Regions from separate parts of the Callithrix jacchus genome. Here region 1 is linked to region 2. Evidence: chromatin contacts called from public Hi-C data. All regions are on one chromosome and are shown on one strand. The core of a region is the stretch at or near the end of the contact, and the rest is flanking DNA. Distances in the headings are between cores, read along the strand shown.

Region 1 (5,630 bases), core at 536-3,035, 140 kb before region 2:
GATTAGTGATTTGGGGGCCTGGCAAATGGCACAACCTAAGAGCCCAAAAGGCAAAAGTCTTCAGTCAGTCCCAGGAGCCCTGGAAATTCTTTCCTTTCCATGATGCTCCCTTTCCACATCCAAGGTGGCCCTAGTTGGTACCCACCCTCTCAAGGCAGACTCACTTCCAGGCAGGCACTTTCAGCATGCCCATGGGCACTGGTCCAAGACAGGCGAGGGAGAGGTCTGGTTCTTATGCTTGAAGGTGCCCAGTAAATATTTGCAATGAGTCAGTGTGTTGACAGGTGGCCTCAGGGCTTGTCAGTCCCTTCCTGGTGATTGTCTCCTGCCTGGCCCTTGAGCTGCCTGAAGATCTCTGCTGGCCTCTCCCTGTGGTGGGTATGATCTGGGCATGGTCTCCTGCCAGGGTGTCCTGCCCACCTCTTTCTGCTAGCCTCAAGGAGGGGTCCTTAGATCCACACCAGGAACTCTTAACCTGTCCAACTTCTGCTGTCCCCTCCTGTCTAGGATGCCAGGTTTCTATGAGGACTGAGAAGGGGAGAGGCTGAAGACAGGCACCGGCAAGGTGGAAAGAGCAGGGGCCAACCCTGTTTGATTGTGGCTCTGTCACTTAACCATCTGTGTGACCTTGAGTAAATTCCTCTTTTTTTTTTTTTTGAGACAGGCTCTCACTCCATCACCCAGCCTGGAGTATAGTAGTGCTATCATGGTTCACTGCAACCTCCATCTTCTGGGCTCAAGGGATCCTCCTACCTCAGCCTCCCGAGTAGCTGAGGTTACAGGCATATGCCACCATGCCCAGCCAATTTTTGTAGAGATGGGGTTTTACCATGTTGGCCAGACTGGACTTGAACTCCTGAGCTCAAGCAGTCCACCCGCCTCAGCCTCCCACAGTGCTGGGATTACAGATCTGAGCCACTATACCTGGCCCTATTTTCCTCTTTAATAAAAGGAGGTTAAAAATAGCTTCTAGTTGGGATTAATGGGATATTTTTGTTAAATGCTATAACCAAGCTTCTGGCCTACTGAAAGCTCTTCCTCACAGTTCTTAAAACTTTACGTGTATTATATAAAACTCACAAAAACAATATGAGATGGGCCTTATAATTATATCCATTTTACAGATGAGAAAATTAAGGCTCAGAAAAATTAAATGACATGTTCAAAGTTTCCAGCATTGTAAGTGGCAGAGCCAGCATTCAAACAAATGTCTGATTTTAAATCTCAGACTCTTACCAGATTCCCCTGCCCACCATAGATTCTGGTTTCAAGTATATACACCCAGAAGCCCATCCTGGTCCAGTAACTGAAATAGCAGGAGCTGAAGGAGCCACACAATTTGAAGTGAGTTTCATGGAAAATTCTGTGGTCCAGCCATGGCAGGAGGTTGCCAAAACAGTCAAGTGTGGACCACAAGGGGAACCTCCCTGCAGCTGGGCCAGGCTAAAGTCTAGAGGTTCCTGAATATAGACCCTCTCCAGAAGGCAATGAATCCAGAGAGTCCAGGGAGAAGGTGGGAGGAGCTGCCGCTCACGCCCTACAGCACTCATAGGTTCAGCAGGCAGGACCCATGTGATCCCAGCTTGGCATCTTCCCAGACACAACCACTGGCAGTATCTATGGTCAGGCTAAGTTTAGAAACAGGGTCCAAAATAGTATACCCACCCTGCCACTGACTACAGCAACCTGCACACTCCTCACCAACATTCACATAGCACCTGTGTTGTCCTTGGCACTGTTCAGAGGGTGCACTGCTCCCTTCGCAGAACCTCTCATGCCTGGACCTGAGGGCCACCCTCGCCCTTCCTTTATGGGGAATGGGCTATGGCCGTGGAGTCTCCTGCCCTCTCCCTTCTTCTTCCCTCCCAGATTTGAAAAGAAGTCCTTGGACTCTTGCCAGAAGCTCCTCCTCCTGATGTGTCCAGCCTTAGGGTCTTCTGCTGTCCCTTTCTGAGAATCTGTGCTTGGTAGGAACCCAGGACAGCTCCAAGGAGAGGAAGGACTGTGGAAAGGGGCAGTGTGGTTTGGAGAAAGATCCCAGATTCAGGAATATGACAGAACTGGGTTTGAACCCTGACTTGGCCACTCGCTACCTGTGATAGGCGGAGTGATGCTCCTATCCCCCCAAATACCTACCTCCTTATCCCCAAAACCTATGAATGTGTTACCTCACATGGCAAAAGGGATTCTGCATCTGTGACCAAAGGAAGAATCTTGAGATGTGGAGGTTATCCTGGGTTACCTGGGTGTACTTGGGCCATAAGGTTCTCATAAGAGGGAGGCGGGAGAGTCAGAAGGAGCTGTGATGATGGAAGCAGAATGGGGGTGATGCAGGCCTGGAGCCCAGGGGTGGAGACAGCCCCAAGAAGCTGGCAAGGGCAAGGGACGGTTTCTTCCCTAGGGTCCCCAGAGGGAGCGCAGGCCTGCCCCCCATTTCAGACTCTGACCCCGAGGGGAGCAGCATGCATTGATGTTTGAAGCCTCTCTGTTTGTAGTAATTTGTTACTGTAGCCGTGGGACATAAAACCAGAGCTCTATGACCTTAAGCGAATTCCTCAACCCAGGAGCCCAAATTCCCTCATCTGTGAAATAGGATTAATAATGCATGGCTGAGTTCTGTGACTTGTGCCTATCATTCCAGCATTTTTGGGAGGCTGAGGTGAGAGGATTGCTCAAGCCCAGGAGTTTGTGATTAGCCTGGGCAATATAGGGAGACACCGTCTTGACAACACATTTAAAAATTAGCCAGGCCCGGAAGCACATGCCTATAGTCCCAGCTACTCGGGAGGCTGAGGTGTGAGGATTGAGCCTGGAGGTCGAGGCTATAGTGAGCACCACTGCACTCCTGCCTGACCTACAGAGTAGACCCTGTCTCAAAAATGACAACAATAAAAATAATGCCTACCTTGAAGTGTTGTATTAAAAAGTATATATTGGGGTTGGGTGAGGTGGCTCTTGCCTGTAATCCTAGCACTTTGGAAGGCAGAGGCAGGAGGATCATTTGAGGTCAGGAGTTCGAAACCAGCCTAGCCAAAATGGTGAAACCTCATCTCTACTAAAACTACAAAAGAATTAGCCTGGCCTGGTGGTGGCCTGTAATCCCAGCTACTCAGGCGGCTAAGGCAAGAGAATCACTTGAACCCCAGAGGCGGAGGTTGCAGTGAGCCAAGATCGCACCACTGTACTCCAGCCTGGGCGACAGAGTGAGTCTCTAACTAAAAAAAAAAAAGTACATATTAAATGCCTGGCTCATGACAAAACTTAATACATGATGCTATTATGAAAAGGAGGAAGACAGAGGTGAGGAGAAGCAGAAACAGGCACAAGAGCCTGCCCCAGTATATGCCTCTGGCACTCCAGTGGCTCCATGCCACCAATGCAAAGAATCAGCTTTGTCCTTCTGCCTTTCAGCTTTGGTATGACCAACAGTAGCCTATGTGGAAATGTGCAAGTGGCAAGCTGAGTCCTTCTTTTGTGAAGGAATTAAGCTGGTGACCTGAGAGAGCTGGTGTGTGGGGTCTATGTGTGTATGTGATTTCCAATTGCCTCCAGTTTCTCCACATCCTCAACATTTTGCTTTTAACATTCTAGTGGGTGTAAAGTGATATCTCATTGTGGTTTTAGTTTGCATTTTCCTGAAGACTAATAATGGTGGGCACTTTTTCATGTACTTTATATCCACTTGTATATCTCCAAGTGTCAAGTCACGTCTTTTTACCTATTTAAATAAATTGGGTTGTTCATATTTTTCTTGCTGATATAAATTTATTGTTGGTGGATGTGTAAAATGATACAACTTATGTGGAGAATTGTTTTTGGCAATTAAAAAATTACACATCCATCCATGCTATGACCTTGCAGTTTCATCCACAGTAAATAAAAAGCATATGTCTACACAAAGGCTTATTCATAAATATTCAGAGAAGCTTTATTTGTATTAGGCAAAAAGTGGAGACAATCCAAATGTCAGTCAGTGCACAAATAAACAACCTGTAATACAGCTATACAGTGGAATACCACCTGGCAACAAACATAAATTAACTATTGACACATGCTACAACATGACTGAATCTCAAAAACATTATGATTCCCGAAAGAAGACAAACACAAAAGAGTATGCACTTTATAATTCCACATATGTAAGTTCTACAACAGGGGAAGCTAATTTGTAGTGACAGAGACGGATCAGTTGTTGCTTTCAGGGTAGGGCATGGGGAGAGTAGGAGGGAACCTTCTGGGGTGATGAAACATTCTACATACTGCTTAGTGTGGGGATTACACTGGAGTATTCACTTGTCGAAAATCATCAAATTAAGACCTATGCATTTAGCTGCATGTAAATTATACCTTGTTAAAAACTGTATTATGCCACAAATTTGAAATGCTACCACCAGGTGGCACTAATGTGTAATTTCCAAGAGTTCAACTGTAAAGATGATGCGGTGACTAAGACTTGGAAATAGTTGTATTTGTGAGTGTTCTCAAAAGCATGTGGCACTGTTTTGTGGGTATGTATTTTTAATTCCAAAAATAGTATTGTGCTGGAGACCTCTTTCTGTTCCTTACTTCTTTTTTCTCCCATTCAGCATTATGGACTTGGGGTTTTTTTCCTGTTCTTGTTTGTTTTTTGTAGAGACAGGGTCTTAACATCTTGCCCAGGCTGGTCTCATACTCCTGGGCTCAAGCAACCCTCCTGCCTCAGCCTCCCAAAGTGTAGGACTACCTGGACAGAACCGTGTATTTCTTGACCTTGTATGTATCCAGTTCATTGCTTGTTACTGTGGTAGAATAGTCTGTAGTGTGCTTACATCACATTTTACTTACATTCATCCCCCCGATGATAGATGCCTCATTGCATCCAGCTCTCCAGCTATCACAAAGAACTTGGTGATAAAATATCCTCTTACATGTCTCTTTATGGAGTTGTGTGAGCATCTCTTTAATTATATAGCCAGAAGTGGGATCCTCCTCATCCCTACTCATATTTATTGACTTGGTATGTATCCCCTTTTATCCCCTTCAACTTAATACATTTCTTCCAAAATCAGTCATTATATTGGGTGAAATAAGCCAGGCACAAAAAGACAAATGTAGCATGTTCTCACATATGTTGGAGCCAAAAAAATTTGATCACATGGAGGTAAAGAGATGAAATATGAAGAACAGAGACTAAGAAGAATGAATGGAGGAGGGGGAAGAATGAAGAGAAGTGGGGTAAAGTGTGCAAACAGAAGGAATACATTCATTGTTTGATTGCAGAGTAGGGTGAATATAGTTAAACAAAAATGTACCGTACTTGGGTGGTGGACTTGATCACTATGCCTTAGGTACACATGTAACAAGATTTCATATGTACCCTATATATTTTTACAAATAAAAAGATGCATCATAAAAAATAAATTTCCTTCAAAATCTGTGCGCTGAAACAGTTATTAAATACATTTAAGCAAGGTCCTAAACTTTTAAATTAAAGGAAATATTTGCTGTGAATCCTTTTACTTCCCTCTTTGCAAAATAGGAATGTTATTTGTGATGTGTTTTAAATTTACAAAATAGTGGGCCGGGCGTGGTGGCTCACACCTGTAATCCCAGCACTCTGGGAGGCCGAGGCGGGTGGATCACGAGGCAGA
Region 2 (5,120 bases), core at 134-2,633:
TTTTCTTTTAAAAATTAAATTTCCTTTTTCTTTTCTTTTTATTCTTTTTTTTTTTTTGAGATGGAATCTCACTCTGTCACCCAGGCTAGAGTGCAGTGGTACAATCTCGGCTGACTGTAACCTCTGCCTCCCAGGTTCAAGCTATTCTCCTGCCTCAGCCCCCTGAGTAGCTGGGATTACATGTGCATGCCACCATGCCCAGCATATTTTTGTATTTTTAGTAGAGACAGGGTTTCACCATGTTGGCCAGGCTGGTGTTGAACACGTGACCTCAGGTGATCCACCCACCTAAAACTCTCAGAGTGCTGGGATTACAGGTGTGAGCCATGGTGCCCAGCCAGATTTATTATTATTGTGCTGTAAATAATTTTAAAAATTTATATACACTAGTAATAAAACATTTAAAAATAGGTTTTATGTATGAACTTTACTGATACCTCTACATTTCATTTGTCACTACAAATGTAATAATGTGTGTGATCTAAAGTCCGGTGAGGGGCGCGGTGGCTAACGCCTGTAATCCCATTATTTTGAATGGCTGAGGTGGGAGGATGGCTTGAGTCCGAGGCGTCGAGGCTGCAGTGTGCCTTGATCGTGCCACCGCACTCCAACCTGGGCAACAAAGTAAGTCCCTGATTCTAAAAAATCCAAAACTAACCAACCAACCAACCAAAACCCCCAAAACCCTTAATTAACTCTTTCTATAAATTTTGTTACGTCGCTTTCGAATATATTAATATCCCAATCAAGTAGTGCATATTCAGCCTTATCTAAAATCTAATCAACTAATTACATCAAATGACAACCCCTCCTCTTCCTCCTCTTCCCTCCCCTCCCCTCCGCTGCCCTGACCTGCCCTCCTTTCCTAGTCCAGCCTGAATCCTTTTTTTTTTTGAGACAGAATCTCACTCTGTCGCCCAGGCTGGAAGTGCAGTAGCGCGATCTCGGCTCACTGCAACCTCTGCCTACTACGTTCAAGCGATCTCCTATTTCAGCCTCGCGAGTAGCTGGAATTACAAGCGTGGGCCACCACGCCCGGCTAATTTCTGTATTTTTAGTAGAGCAGGGGTTTCACCATGTTGGCCAGGCTGGTCTCCAACGCCTGACCTCAGGTGATCCATCCGCCTCGACCTCCCAAAGCGCTGGGAGTACAGTTGTGAGCCACCGCGTCCAGCCCCAGTGCTTTTGTTTTTCACTGCATTTGTGAGCTGTATGGCGCCCAGTGCTTTTAAACAGTCTTTCTCCAGGAGCTTATTTCTCTAGGGCAGGGGCATAAACTCCACCCTCTGACAGTCCCTCAAGGCCCCGCCCTTGCGCGCACCCCGCCCCTCTTTCTGATCATTCCGTCTGAAGGGCAGGCGCCGGACTCCGGTTGCCGACCCAAGCGGAAGTGACGTAAGGTGGCCGCCGGAGGTGTTGCTGTGTTGCGCGACTGGCCTTGAGGGAGAACTGGGGCCTGCTCCCTGAGAGATACAGCTATGTCGATCGAAATCGAATCCTCGGAGTGAGTCTCGTGGTGGGGATGTTCCAGCTGTGCCGGGCACCCGGAGGTTAAGGTTGTGGGGTGGAGGGTACTCGAGAGAAGGTATCGGAGAGGCTAGGGGAGGTTAGGGAGTGGAGGGCCATTTCGTTGGGCCCAAAGAAGCATCTTGGATCTGGCTAGCTCGGAGGTGGGCCGGCAAGGAAGTAGCCACCCTCAGACGTGAAGCCAAAGTCTCGAGGGAGGTGGCACGGGGTGGGGAAAACACCTTGCAAACCTGAGTTCTGTCCTTGGCCGACTGTGCTGTGATTGATCAAATTAAGGATCCACTCTGGACTCCAGTCTAATTATCACACAGGGGGCTTGGTCTCTTTAAGCCTTGCTTCTCTCCCTGCCCAACTTATGCAAAGTGATTCGTTTCTTCCTCTGTGCTTATACGGTCTCTTTGCTTTCCTCTGCCTAGCGTTTATCACTCAATATTTGATAACCTTACCCCAGACTAGCTTTGACGGTGCCTAGGGGCTCCTTTTCCTTGTGGTCTCAGCGTACCTTAGAGGAAGAGTTAATTGCTTTTGGAATGAAAGAACAACTAGCTATTTTATCAGGCCCTGAATTTTGGTTTGTTTGTGAGCTCTCTGTAGCTGTAAAGGAGAGACAGTCTCTGGAGACTGGGCTAGAAAGAAGAATTTTCAGGGAATGGGGGAGAAAAGTAATGACCAAAGACCTTTAGTGTGCTTTTCCAGAACTCCATCCTCCACCTGTCCTTGCCAACACTTAATAATGATTAAATTAACAGAATTGTGAGAGAGGACCTTTTTTGGAGACTTTTTTTTTTTTTTTTTGCAAGACGGAGTCTCACTCTGTTACCCAGGCTGGAGTGCAGTGGCGCAGTCTCGGCTTGCTGCAACCTCCGCCTCCTGGGTTCACGCATTTCTCCTGCCTCAGCCTCCCAAGTGGCTGAAACTACAGGCGCCCACCACCACGCCTGGCTACTTTTTTGATGTATTTTTAGTAGAGAGGGAGTTTCACTATGTTGGCCAGGCTGGTCGCGAACTCCTGACCTCTTGATCCGCCCACTTCAGCCTCCCAAAGTGCTGGGATTGCAGGTGTGAGCCACTGCACCTAGCCCTTTTTTGGAGACTCTTCATAGGAGGCAGGGAAGTTTATGCATTCTGCAAATACTGAAATCTATGTATTGTTATAGATGCTGGAAATACAGTAGTGAACAAAACAGACAAAAATCCTTCCTCTCATAGAACATACATTGTGACTGGGGAAGGCAAGCAATAGACAAAAACGATAAATAAAATATGAAATGTAACAGATGGTGGTAAATGCTTTGGACAAAAATGAAACAAAGAAGAATGATAGGGAGTGCTGGAGATTATGACAACTAGGTCAGGAAGGAGTTGGAAAGGATTCCATGCTTTGGGGCCTGAGTGGTACCTGTAATGACCATTCTCCCAGTCTTGACCTTGGCTGTAGCAGTAATGGCTACTGCATGTTTTGTTTTGTTTTTAATTAATAATAGTTACTATTGGGCCGGGCGTGGAAGCTCACACCTGTAATCCCAGCACTTTGGGAGGCCGTGGTGGACAGATCACGAGGTCAGGAGTTTGAAAACAGCCTGGCCAACATGGTGAAACCCTGTCTCTACTAAAAATTCAAAAATTAGCCTGGCATGGTGGCAGTCGCCTGTAATCCCAGTTACTCCAGAGGCTGAGGCAGAAGAATTGTTTGAACCCGGGAGGCAGAGATTGCAGTGAGCCGAGATCGCGCCATTGCACTCCAACTTGGGCAACAGAATGAGACTCAAAATAATAATAATAGTAGTTACTATATACTAAGTACTTTCTATGCTAAGCATGCTGTAAGTAGTATAATCAACCTTTTTATCAACCCTACAGGATAGGTATTTTTCTTAACAGATAAGGAAGCAGGCACAGAGATGTTAACTGACTTGTCCCAGGTCACATAATTTTGATTCAAATCCCAGATTGTCTTCAAAGCTTTTAGCTCTTTATATATTCGTTTGTGTTCGAAGGTAGAGAATTTGATTTTGGCTATGTCAAATTTGAGGTGTTTGAGGAGAGAGATGTCTTATTTTGGGAGTGCAAAATGAAAGTCACTGGAAATGTGCTAAGGAGGATAGTACCATACCAGAATAGTAGGGGTCTAAGCTTGGATACCTGCATACCTCAGAAAGGGGCCATGAGAGAAAAAGCCTACTGCAAATAGCAGCAATCAGTTCTCTTTTATAGTTGTTTTTAAGAAGAGGGGCCAGGCATGGTAGCTTACACTTATAATCCCAATGCTTTGGGAAGCTGAGGTATGTGGATCACTTGAGGTCAGGAATTTGAGACCAGTCTGGTCAACATGGCAAAACCCTGTCTCTACAAAAAACACAAACATTAGCTGGTGGGATGGTGCATACTTGTGGTCTCAGCTACTCAGGAGGCTGAGGTGAGAGGATCGCCTGATCCAAGGAAGTTGAGGCTGCAAAGAGCTGTGAGCACAACACTATTCTCCAGCCTGAGCTCTGGGAGTGAGAACCTGTCTTTAAAAAAAAAAAGAAAAGAAAAGAAAAGAAGTAAAGAAGAGAGTGTTTGCTTTCTCCTCAGGAATATATGTTCAAGAGCCACACTGCCAGTTTGAGTCCTGATTTTTCTACTTATTATCTCTATTATTTGGTCACATCCTCTGTAATTTGGGGATAATAATAAACTTAAAAAAAAATTTTTTTTAACAGGACCACCACTATCAGATAGTAGTAAACTTACCTCATAGGTTTTATTTTATTTATTATTTTGAGACAGGCTCTTGCTGTCTTTCCCAGGCTGCAGCCTCAACCTTAAGGGGCACTAGTAATCCTTCCACCCCAGCTTCCCAAGTGGCTGGGACCACAAGCACACACTACTCTGCCTAGCTAATTTTTTTTTTTAGTAGAGAAGGGGTCTCCTTATGTTGCCCATGCTGGTCTTGAACTCTTGGGCTCAAAGGATCCTTCTAAATCAGCATAGCAAGTAGCTGGGACTACAGGCACATGCCACCATGTTTGGCTAATTTTTAAAAATTTTTGTAGAGATGGTGTCTCATAGCTGCCTGGTCTGGTCTCAAACTCCTGGTTTTCAGCAGTCCTCCTGCCTCAGCCTCCCAAAGTGCTGAGTTTACAGTCATGAGCCAATGTGCCCAGCCTCATTGAGATTATTTTGTATCAATGACTAGACTAGTCATTTAAAGTATTTCAGTGAAGTGTGCTATAATATAATCATAAGAATGAACAAGAAACTAGGCTCTAGATTAGGAAATAAGATAGTCACCTTAATACCAACTCCCTTTCTGGCTGAGACATCAGGCAAATGATTTCCCTTCTCTGAACCCCAGTTCTGTCTCTAGGGTGGGGAGGTCCCCTTGTAATTCAGATTCTGTGACTTTGGAAAGTTTTACTCACATGATAAAGAGATGGTGGTGAAAGGAAATGATGAGTAGGAGCTGGGTAGGCTTTAATTTTTGGCCTCTGGCGAGTGGAAATCCCTGAGCTGAATGATTTGTTTTCTTTCAGTGTGATCCGCCTTATCATGCAGTACTTGAAGGAGAACAGTTTACATCGGGCATTAGCCACCTTGCAGGAGGAGACTAC

What was found. A called contact is a pair of places that touch in the nucleus more often than the background predicts.
Region 1: a Hi-C map of skeletal muscle shows a contact between it and region 2, with 4 times the contacts expected there. The contact joins the enhancer-like site here to the promoter of SMU1 in region 2. A contact is called at or near these places in 3 of 3 Hi-C or Micro-C datasets (induced pluripotent stem cells and skeletal muscle).

The regions. Positions count from the first base shown.
Region 1 is chr1:140,417,141-140,422,770 of calJac240_pri, reverse strand. No RefSeq gene overlaps it. Among named protein-coding and RNA genes, the nearest start is that of SPINK4, 13 kb to the left of the region's middle. Within about 2 kb of position 1,785, at least 3 of the 16 cell types and tissues checked have an H3K27ac peak or open chromatin away from gene starts, as enhancers often do. A contact at or near this core is called in skeletal muscle, where this site is marked.
Region 2 is chr1:140,279,360-140,284,479 of calJac240_pri, reverse strand. It overlaps SMU1 (SMU1 DNA replication regulator and spliceosomal factor), which reads left to right and starts at 1,383. Exons shown (of 12, transcript XM_002743007.7): 1 at 1,383-1,504; 2 at 5,043-5,120. The coding sequence starts at 1,479.